3 separate regions of the Mus musculus genome follow, and all the other regions are linked to region 1. A link is a contact called in public HiChIP or PLAC-seq data. All regions are on one chromosome and are shown on one strand. Each heading gives the region's core, a stretch centred on a gene start, on an enhancer-like site or on the middle of the called end of the contact. The rest is flanking DNA. Distances are from core to core; before and after follow the strand shown. Region 1 holds the start of 2810454H06Rik (RIKEN cDNA 2810454H06 gene). Region 2 overlaps Borcs5 (BLOC-1 related complex subunit 5). Region 3 overlaps Borcs5 (BLOC-1 related complex subunit 5).

What was found. HiChIP or PLAC-seq counts read pairs in DNA pulled down with a chosen protein or histone mark.
Region 2: a contact with region 1 is called in an H3K4me3 HiChIP or PLAC-seq map of stem cell-derived neural progenitor cells, with 47 read pairs. The contact joins the enhancer-like site here to the promoter of 2810454H06Rik in region 1. A contact is called at or near these places in 4 of 39 promoter capture datasets (3T3-L1-derived adipocytes, the HPC-7 cell line, Sertoli cells and 1 more), 1 of 15 datasets of contacts at CTCF or cohesin (the NIH/3T3 cell line), 3 of 484 Hi-C or Micro-C datasets (bone marrow-derived macrophages, cerebral cortex and uterus), 23 of 115 datasets of contacts at active chromatin or transcription factors (the 230-238 cell line, the NIH/3T3 cell line, bone marrow-derived macrophages and 14 more) and 4 of 9 other capture datasets (adipose tissue, liver, macrophages and 1 more).
Region 3: an H3K4me3 HiChIP or PLAC-seq map of bone marrow-derived macrophages shows a contact between it and region 1, with 3 times the contacts expected there. The contact joins the enhancer-like site here to the promoter of 2810454H06Rik in region 1. A contact is called at or near these places in 2 of 484 Hi-C or Micro-C datasets (muscle stem cells and nephron progenitors), 3 of 115 datasets of contacts at active chromatin or transcription factors (bone marrow-derived macrophages, embryonic stem cells and pancreatic cancer cells) and 3 of 9 other capture datasets (adipose tissue, liver and pancreatic islet).

The regions. Positions count from the first base shown.
Region 1 is chr6:134,896,138-134,899,525 of GRCm38.p6, forward strand. It overlaps 2810454H06Rik (RIKEN cDNA 2810454H06 gene), which reads left to right and starts at 1,824. Exons shown (of 1, transcript NR_029441.1): 1 at 1,824-3,388. It overlaps Gpr19 (G protein-coupled receptor 19), which reads right to left and starts at 2,057. Exons shown (of 4, transcript NM_001362050.1): 1 at 1,695-2,057; 2 at 1,025-1,076. RefSeq lists a cis regulatory region at 1,469-2,004.
Region 2 is chr6:134,669,117-134,672,504 of GRCm38.p6, forward strand. The region is part of intron 2 of Borcs5 (BLOC-1 related complex subunit 5); the gene reads left to right. Among named protein-coding and RNA genes, the nearest start is that of Borcs5, 30 kb to the left of the region's middle. Within about 2 kb of position 1,880, at least 93 of the 459 cell types and tissues checked have an H3K27ac peak or open chromatin away from gene starts, as enhancers often do. A contact at or near this core is called in Sertoli cells, adipose tissue, bone marrow-derived macrophages and 5 more, where this site is marked.
Region 3 is chr6:134,699,651-134,703,038 of GRCm38.p6, forward strand. The region is part of intron 3 of Borcs5 (BLOC-1 related complex subunit 5); the gene reads left to right. Among named protein-coding and RNA genes, the nearest start is that of Gm36328, 53 kb to the right of the region's middle. Within about 2 kb of position 1,766, at least 183 of the 459 cell types and tissues checked have an H3K27ac peak or open chromatin away from gene starts, as enhancers often do. A contact at or near this core is called in adipose tissue, bone marrow-derived macrophages, liver and 3 more, where this site is marked.

The DNA of each region.
Region 1 (3,388 bases), core at 574-3,073:
CTTCCTCTCTCCATCCCCTCCCCAGGCTATGTCCCAGATAGGTTCAAGCAGTCCTCCTGGCTCATCCCTGGGTAGCTAGGGCTATAGGTGTATGATCCTATACCTGGTTTCCAAGGGCTTTCCTCTAAACATAGCGCCTTCTCCATCACTGCCAGCTTTAATCCTAAGACCTTCCATTCTTTGTTTTCTTACAAAGGAAGCTATATTGCTACTCTGTTGTTAGGACTAGTCAAATTATATATCCCGTCAATCTTCCTGCATTTTCTTTATAAAGCACACAAAGGATCAAAATATATCCAGAACTGTACCCAACACACACTTGGGAGTGTCAGCTATTCAGAAAGTTGAGATAAGAGACTAGATTTTTTTAGTCCATTTAGGCATATCTGATCAATACAGTGAGGTAACTCTTTCACACAGGCAGAGAGAGAGAGAGAGAGAGAGAGAGAGAGAGAGAGAGAGAGAGAAAGAGAGAGAGAGAGAGGAGTCAACCCCCCACATCCATGGGTTTCACATCCTCACATTCAGCCAAAAGCAGATATAAAAATAGAGAAGATAAATTTGCATCTGTACTGAATGCTTTTCTTGCCATTACTCCCTATACAATATAGTACAGGAGCTATTTACATAGCATTTACATCGATGTACATATCACAAATAATCTAGAGATTGTTTAAACTTTACAGAAAGATGTACAAGGGTCATATGCAAATAGTATACCTCATTACGCAGGGGACTTGAGCATCATGCATTGCGGGACTTGTGCAAGGTCCTGCAAACAATCTCCAGGGACAGTAAAAATGACAATACTGTCTGTACTATATAGCACTGCTCCCAATATTAGAGTGAATCCTAAGATCTACACAACTGGAAGGCTATAGATTAGAAATCTATAATCTTGTAATGAGCCAGTGACTCATCTGAGTGACTTGTTAGCCAAATTTCATTCCGGCTGAACCGTGAAGTTGGTGGGAGAGGCCAGGCATTCTATTGGAAAGAGGACACTTCAGTTGCCGGATGGTACCTCAGAGTCGTGATAGGGCAAAAATCCAGTTTGTGCAGGTGTTCCACGTCCCCTGAGAGAGAAAAGAGGCCAAATCAGTCAGAGCGGTCCACACTTGCAACATCCTAAGACTCCAGATTATCTGTTTTACCCCGCCCCAACCTCAGCTCTTGCCTGCGACAACTTTAAAAAATGTTTCTGTTGCACTCAAAGACATCCCCATTTCACTTCGCTATCGTAGACTAAATATGCGGCACTGCTGCCTACTTGCTTATAAATATGCGTAAATATTTTAAGCTAAACTTCCTCTACTGCTCTAATTCCTCCTAGCCTCATCTCTCAAGCCTTCATTGGCTCCTTCCATTTTTAAAACTTCTCATCTTCATATCACTGTGTTAGCCCGGTCCACATTCACAGCCTCTCAGAATCTTCGGGGGTGGGGGGGGGGAAGTCCCGTTCGTTCCCCAGATTTATCCTTTTATGCCAGTTAGCTCGCGTGCCACACAACGAAATCGCAACATCTTTTAAAAACCGCGAGGGGTTCTCTTCCCACTCTGACTCTTGGATTCGCGGAGACCTCATGACCCATACGAGAACAGAAGAATGGGGGGGGCGAGTTACAGTCAAGTGGAATTTTGACCGAAAAATCCCTAAGGACGTGCCGCAGTGGGCGTGAATCCCCGGCTCCGACCTGACTGACATCCCTCGGGGGCCGACGGGGCCACCTGTGACCAAGCAGGAAGTTCTGAACGGTTTGCGCGCCAAAAAGCCCAGCGCATGCGCACACAGCCACGGGCGGGGCGGGGGCGGAGTCCCGGCTGGCACAGGATCTCGCGTTGTCTGGGGAAAGAGGCACAGAGGTCTTTACGGTGGCGTTGTGGGAACCGCCCACCACCTCTCCTTTAAATCTTCTTTCTTTCTTCTTTTTTTTCTCTGTCTTTTCTCTGTCCTCTCAGCCTCAGTGTAGACAGTGAGCGAAAGAGCTCAAGGCCGGCAGCTCTGTGGAAGAGTTATGGCTGCCATGGTCGCGCAGCCGGTGCCTCAGAGTGAGAGTAGCAGAAGCCACACCGTCGATCGTCTTAAGATGCTAGGGTTTGCTTTGGCCTTCCCCCTTTTTTATGATGCTATGCAAACCAAAAAACAAAAAACAAAACAAAAAAAAAATCACCTTGGCGCACGGCGCCTGCGCAGTGCTTGTTTACCGCGGGCCGAGCGCAGGCCCCTTCCCTCCGCCCAGATCCTGCGCCTGCGCCTGCGCGGCTGACGTGGATTTCTCCGGGAAAACCGCGCCTCCTAGTCCCGGGACTAGGGAGCGAGCAGCCGAGTGTGCCGTGGGAATCTCGGAGCCCTGAAATGAGAACCACAACGCCCAGAGTCGGTGTCGCGGCAGGATCGTGAGCACAGATGACCCAGGTGCTGTGCACGCCACCGTCGCTGAAGTGAGCAGCGGAGCGTGAGAGCGAAGACCGGCGGCGCTGACGCCTCAAAGGATGGACTTTGTTTAGCAAAGATGCAAATAAGCCTGACCCTAAGGCCGCCGGAGTTCGAGCAATTCCTGACTGGGCTAAGACTGTTCTTGAAGGCGACTCAGAAAGGCGGCCATGCAAATTTTGAAACTAGAAAGAGCTGACACTAGAAGCAGTAGCCCTTTAAAGCAGAAGCCAGTTAGTTCATAAGAGTCTGAATGTCCCTTCAAAGTCCGCTCTAAATAGACTCAGACAGTGCTCATAAAATATTATCTGATAAGCATAGATTATTTTAGATATGGTTATCCATTTGCAAGTAGAGGCAAACTGATTTGTGAAGGAATTTCTATTGATAGATTCCAGTACGTTCAAAAAAAATTAATAACTGGCAACTTAGCTAAGCCTGAGCATTTTTCTAGTTTTCAAAACAATGGAATTTATTTGGCAATTTTATTAGACCCTATTTTTTGACCGGTGAGATTGAAGTCTTTAGATTTGTAACATTTTTCTACCAGAAAAAGTGAGATTTTAACCAGTAAGAAGGGGGAAATGTATGTATGTGAACAGAAGAGGTCAGAACTTGAAGACTTGTCATGCTTCCAACATTTGTCTCAAGAGAAGCTATCATCTCACCTCGGATTTTTTTTTTTATGTTCAATATAATAGTAAAATTTAGCATACTTTGAACATTTTTTTTCCTATACAATCTGGGTATGGTGGTACATTGAAGAAGAAAAAAAATGGGGTTTGTAGATCAGTTGGTAGGCTCCTTGCCTAAAAGCCACGGATTTATGCAGAACTGAGTAAAATGGGACTTGGTGGTAGACCTATAGAGGCAGGATCAGAAGTTCAGGGCAATCCCCACGTATGGAGTCATAAACCAGCCTGGGCTACATGAAACGCTGTTTTAAACAAAGAA
Region 2 (3,388 bases), core at 630-3,129, 230 kb before region 1:
TTCTTAAACTGGCTCCTCTGAACCACAGCTAGGAGTCATATCAGTGATGGAGGCTGAATGGCATGGCCTAGCCCCTGGGAGTGTTTCTCTGGTCATGAGTGAACTTTCAATGACGTGGGAGTATTTTTGGAAAGGGAGGGCAGCAGATATCTTTCAGATTTAATGGTTTTCTGAGTCAATTTTGCACTGGTGGTAGTCTTCCAGTCATGGCACACACTCTGTGCTGGTGTACTTAGCACACAAGTAATGATGTATGCAGTGCTCTTGGAAAGGAGTAGGGGTTATGAAATCGTTATACTATTATTTTACTGTTTGTGCCAAGGAGCGATCCATCTGGGGTTCTGTTCTCTAGACCCAGAGTGAATACTAATAGGAATTTATGGCACTCTTGTTGGAAATTTCTACTCTCATTTAGAAGCCATTAACAATTGTGTTGATAAAATAATGTTTTAAATGGAGCATATGAAACCCATGCTTAGCAGCTGTACCCTTCCAGAACACTAGCTTATAAAGTACTCCTCGGAGGAGCCTGTGGGTGGGATGAAGTCACCTGAGTAATTTTCTGTAATTATAACCTTCAGAGCTGCTTCCTTTGTCTTTTTCAGGTTAACTTTAAACAAACTCAGCAGCCGCAGCATTGCAGCAACCTATGATTTTCTTTTTCTCTACAAACGTGTGTGTGTGTGTGTGTATGTGTGTGTGTTTCATTGTCAGGGATGGAACCCAGGATCTCTTGCATGCTAGTCAAGTGCTGTATCTCTAAGCTGCACCACATCCTGGAATTTTGTTAAATCGTCACAGTTACAGAGGAAGATAGATTTTTTTTTAAATTCTTGTTCCTTCTTTAGTTTACTTCAATTTATATTTATGAGAAATGTTGGAACTCACAAACAGTGAGCTAGCTATCTGCTTGAAGATTACTGAGCTCAGAATGGCACCTCTCCAATCACTGCTAGGTAGGATTTGGATCTGAGTGAATTCATTCCTACAACATGCCCCTGAGAGCCCCAGAAGGAAATGTTAGTGCCGTGCCCTGTCACAGTTCCATGGTTGGGTTCCTTGTGCGCATCCCAGAATACGACAGTGTCAGGCAAAGCGTAGATGATGCTTAGACTGTGAATGGTGCCTTCCCAGCCCTGCGGTCAAGTCAGGGCGTGGGGCCTCGGAGACCTAGCAAAGGAGGAGCTGAGCCTGACACAGTCTGCTGCTCCCATCACGGCTGGCCACTTAGACACCAGAACCACAGTCCCTAGTCAGCTCTTTAAACTTTATATTACTTAATGTGTAGAGTAAAATGTTGGCCTTCAAAAGCATTTAAACGGTGCCTTGCTGAAGTATATAGCAGAAAGTAGTTATAATACATGGTTGCTATTCTTACCTTTTCTTTTTTCCCTCCCATAAGTAACAAATGATCTAGAATAGTCTGGGGCTTACTTTTTTATTTTTCTTTTATCTTTTTGGATCATCTATTAGCTCTTTCTTACAATGATGAAACAGAAATATCTTTTGTGGGGTGTAAACATGATCAAGTCGGGCTGGCGAGGTGGCTCAGTGATTAAGAGCACTGACTGCTATTCCCGAGGTCCTGAGTTCAAATCCCAGCAACCACATGGTGGCTTACAACCATCTGTAATGAGATCTGACGCCCTCTTCCGGTGTGTCTGAAGACAACTACAGTGTAATTACATATAATAAAAAATAAATCTTTAAAAAAAATGATCAAGTCATCTTGTTATGTTACCCTTTCTAGTAACTTAGGGGCAATGTTTTAGCTTGCTGAGACTGCCTGGAAAGTTCTTTGTGCACACGTATAGGGCCTTGTGTCAGAGAAATGTTTCAGAAGATCTGCAAATAGATCAAGAACATAGGGAAGGCAAACAGAAGGAAGTTAGTCATCTTTGTTGCTTCAGAACTGAGCAAACGTTTTGGGAGAGCGAAGTTCCTGCTGGACATCACTGAATAAGAATGAGTTGATGTCACAGTTGGCCAGAAGCAACTTTTTTTTTTCCTTTTTTTCTTTTTTGTCATACAAAGAGTACAGCAGGATGGGGAGGAGAGAGTGAAGACAAGGGGAAAAGAATTGTAGGGGAAATGAACTGGAGAAGGAATGTAAGAATGGCTCACTTGTTGTGAGTAGCATTGCTATGTATAAAAGCTGTGCTTTTCTTATCAGGAGGAGTCCGCCTTACAGGAGCTGGGAGCAGGGATGTTTCCTGGCTCCTCTCCAGGCTCAGAGGGCCACTGTGTGCTGATCCCTGAAGAGGGCTGTGGAATTATGTTGATTTAGTGTCAAGGAGGAATGGCCCCTGTTGCTTCTTTGTCTCAAAATAGTCCTACAATCATGATGAGTGAAGAAGTGCATAAGACACGGGGCCGTGGAACTCAGAATAGTCGTTTTAGCAGTCAACCTTGGAGAAAAGGCCACTGCCTCTGCCTCTGCCCCTGCCCCTGCCCCTGCCCCTGCCCCTGCCCCTGCCCCTGCCCCTGCTCCCCCCAATCCTAGGCAAATTTGTTGGAAATTGGAATTTGTTGGAACCTGGGTGGCCAGGTTTAGGTAACTAATTGTCCATATTTCTAAAAACTCGGCAGTGTCAAGATTGGCCAAATTCAGGTTGGAATCACCTGAAGCTAGCTAAGTGAATATCTAAGTGAAGCTCTCTAAGGTCCAGGCTTAGAGGAGGAGGGGTTGCAGACACCACTGGTGTCTTGGGTGTACTACTCTTCGTTGTGTGTGCACTGTGCTGTTTGGAGTGTTGAACTTTTCTACTCACTAAATTCCAGTAGTGACCTCAGTTTTGTGACAGTTAAGAGAGGCCATAATTTTTTAGAATTTTCTCTAGGGCTAGGAGAGGCTGAAACAGCCTATCTCACCAAACAGTCCAGTTTTGTTTGTTTGTTTGTTTTTAATCATTTATTTAAAGATCATGGGACATCTTAGTGAACTGTGTACTTGCAGTGTAGCATAGCTTTCATTTGGAATGGATTTTATTTCTGAAAACTGGATAAAATACTTTGGAAAAATAGATGCAGGGGGTGGGGGTTGGAGGGAGACATTGTCAGGAAATAGAGGAAGAGGCACAAGGCTTCTTAAGTGGGCCATTGGTTCCCAAACGGTACCAGCTGTCTAGTCTTGTGGTGCTTCCTCTACATCCTGAGAGGCAGGAGGTAAGCAGCTCACGGTGGAGACAAGGGGTTGGAGGAAACAAGAGATGGAGGCCTGGGGAAGAGGCAGGCATGAGAAAGTGCCTGAGATTGGTATGCAAAGATGAGAGACAGAGACAGTGAGAGGTGGGAACAAAATCTAGAGATCTCCTGTGCTGTGAAGCGTAGAACAGTGTGCTTCTGGAACTCTTTAGTTCAGAAGGCCACAGTTTGGAGCGTCTAAGAG
Region 3 (3,388 bases), core at 516-3,015, 200 kb before region 1:
GAGGGAGTGCAGAGTAGTACTCTGTCAAAGTTGGAGCATGTCTTCCATGACGGCTTCTTCCAGTATCCCAGAGTACCTCAGCATTTCTTTCCCTTTGTTTTTGCTGAGACTTTGGTTCTCTGTAGTCAGACACTCATCTGCCTTCCATATAATGTGCAATGCTCATAACTGAAGTCTCCAAAATCTGCCAAATGTTGGCTATGGCCAGTCTCAACTCGTGTTCTGTGCCTCCTGTTGTGTCCACCCTGCTAGAATAATCCGTGTCTGACTTCCCTGAGACACTCCTCCTTCATCAGACAGCAGCCTAACCATCCTCTGTCCCTTATCAGAAGGAAGGGTTTGCTTCTTCCTTAGACTTTGGAAAATGTTTTCTGGATTAATTTGCATAGTTACACCTACTGTGAGTGGGAAATGATGTGGACCCCTAGACTTATCAGTCATGAGCAACCATCCAGTCTAGTTTATACTAGCTATAATATAATAGCTCCTGGCTGATGGCAGGGGTGGTATTACCAAATCCTTAGTCTGATGTCACCATCCCAGGTTCATTCTTCAGGCCAATGGTAGAGGAGTTTAGTGAGGTCTTTATCTCAACCACACCTGCAGTTGTTCTCTGGGTCGCAGGGGCAGTGCTCATGCTGTGAGATCCTCAGAGGGATTACAGAGCACTTAGCTAATCCGGGTTGCCACTGTGTAAGAATACCAGAATGTTATTTAACTTGTACAGACTTACTTTCCTTTCATCTCGGACATTGAAACAAGGAGTCCTAAAATGATAGCTCTGTGTGTTTGGAGGTTTTCATCTGTCTGACTGTCTTTCCCAATTTTTTCTCTGACTTTTGGGGCCCAGTACTTGATATTAGCCTTCCATCCCCAGGGTCTCAGTATTAGGCCTGGAGCTGAGAATTATAGTGAGTGTGAGACTCTGATGCATACATAGTTCCTGTCTAGCCTTCTGTCTTACGCCCACACACCCTGACTGAGCTCTTTCTTTCTCTTATTTGCTGCTGTCTACAGCCTTTTCAAGTCCAGGGAGGGGCATGATCTGCCAGATCGAACAGGTTTTGTTTAGGGTACTAACACAGGTTTTAAGATTTCTTTCTTAGTTAGACATAGCTCAGAAGGGAAGCCAGCATAAAGGGAAGCTGGGCAAGCCATAAAATAATAATTGGAACAGTGATGACGCCATTCAGATTCCCCAGCTGCTGGTATCTCTTCATTCTCTCAAAGACATGAGTAAATTGTGTTCCTTTACTGAAACACTTGGGTAGAGTATTTGAACAAAGGAAATGGGGTCATTTCAAAATGTCCAGTATGCGGTAATCAATGCCACTCAGCCTGTGGTGTAATTAATGGAAACACTGGCGACAGTCTGCCCATTGTTTGTCCTTGCACAACAGGAAGTGGCAGGGCACTAGAGAGCCCAAGGAGGTTTACGTAATGCAGAAGGAAGTGGCTAGAGCTCTGCTCAGCCTGGCTTTCTAACTCCAGCCTGTGGCTCACCTGAGCGCCTTCCTCGTCCTAGCACACAGAGACCATGCATTTTGTTGAGATCACCCTTTGAGTTTTGACCTTATTTAACAATAGATTTTTGTAAATGTTGTCCCGAGAAACTTACTTTTAGATCTTATACAATTATATTTTGTGGCTAGGCAGAACAAATTATGGAAAAGAAAATATGGTCAGCAGGCTTAACTGTGGACCTGCCTGGGACAGTGCTGTGGTGGCTCTTGGAGTCGGGAGATCTGGACTTGGGTGTTGGCTGTCCATGTCAGCTGGGTGACGTGAGGTGAACTGCCTATGACTCTGGAGCAGCCTTCCTCTATTAGAGGACATCTTGCAGGGCTCTCGGCTTTCCCTGCTTTGTGTGAGGTCCAGGTGGTGCCTGTCGGGTGAGGTGTGCAAAGAGATGCCAGCCCCGCAGTAGCCACTCAGAATGTCCATTTTAGATCTGGTAATGCATTACTTACTTTTTTTTTTTTTTTTTGGAAAAAGTAAATGCTGGTGTTTATGGTAGAAATCAAGTGTTTTCTTACTGGAAAACACTAAAAATTGGTATATAGATTCCTTCATTGGGGTTTTGAAAACCATTTGCTTGCTCTGACATTTGAATGAATGGATTCTATAAAGAAGAGGAGCAAAAGTTAAGTGGACGCGGCTGCCTTCGAGCTGCCTTACTGGGACAGGTTGGGTGACCTTGGGCGCATTTTTGTCTTTTCAGAATCCACTTCCCATGTTTAGCAGGAAAATGATACTTCCCTTGAGGAGTGTCATGGGACCTAAAGGTAAGGCGTGTAGAATGTACAGTCGTGTCTGCCATTTCCCGGATACTCAGGAGACAGTAGCTGTAACTTGCAAATTATCTGTCACACTTGTTAATATAATGAGCGAACCAGAGAATATTGTTTACTAGGCTCCATCTTCCAGGTCACTCTGTGGATGGCCAAAAGCGCCGGTCCCAACACTGTGTTTGCGTTTTCTGTAAATCAGCTTAGCTGCGACTTGCTGGAGTGAAGTTTTGTTCTTTAATTTCCAGAGTTAGAGTCTATGCGTGAGAATAAAAGGCTGGACCTTATTCTGAAAGCTGTTCTTGCAGCCTATTTAGAATGATGGTCTTCAGGACTTTCCTTGGGGAAACAAGGTCACTCCAGAATAGCAGTATGTGGTAACACACAGCATTCAGCCTGTAGTATAATTAATGAGAACATCTATCCACTGTCATTGTGCAAGAGAGAGTCATTCAGAAAAGAGAACGCTGAGTCTTCCGTGGGAATGGAAGGGGTGATCTAAAGGTAGACCAGAAGGCCGGAGAAAACTTAGGTGACCCAGAAAACTTGTGAGTTGAGCATGGCCCACTCCAGGCTTTCGGTGGTCTGAATCCCCATTAGACATGAAGCGGCAGTGTGACGTGAATAAAGAGGGGTTGATGGGCCATAATGGGTTGGCGTTGCATGACAGCGGGGCCACCTGTAGGAAACCTAATGACCAGGGTGGGTGTAGGATGGAGACCTTGACGGTGCCTCCAGTCAGGAGCGGAAGAGAAATAGCCTGACTGCAAATATCCTTTCGCTGTATATACATACATCAAACTGTCCTCCATAAGGATTCTTTTTTTTTTTTTTGGTTTTTGAGACAGGGTTTCTCTGTATAGCCTTGGCTGTCCTGGAACTCACTCTGCAGACCAGGCTGGCCTCGAACTCAGAAATCTGCCTGCCTCTGCCTCCCGAGTGCTGGGATTAAAGGTGTGCACCACCATGCCTGGCAGCTCCATAAGGATTCTTATTTTTTATTAAAAAATAAAAGAAGACTGTGGCCAGTACCAGCCAATGTCAGAACAAGAAAGAAGGGGCTCTGAGAGAGAGGGGTGCTCTGCGTTCTTCATTGTCCC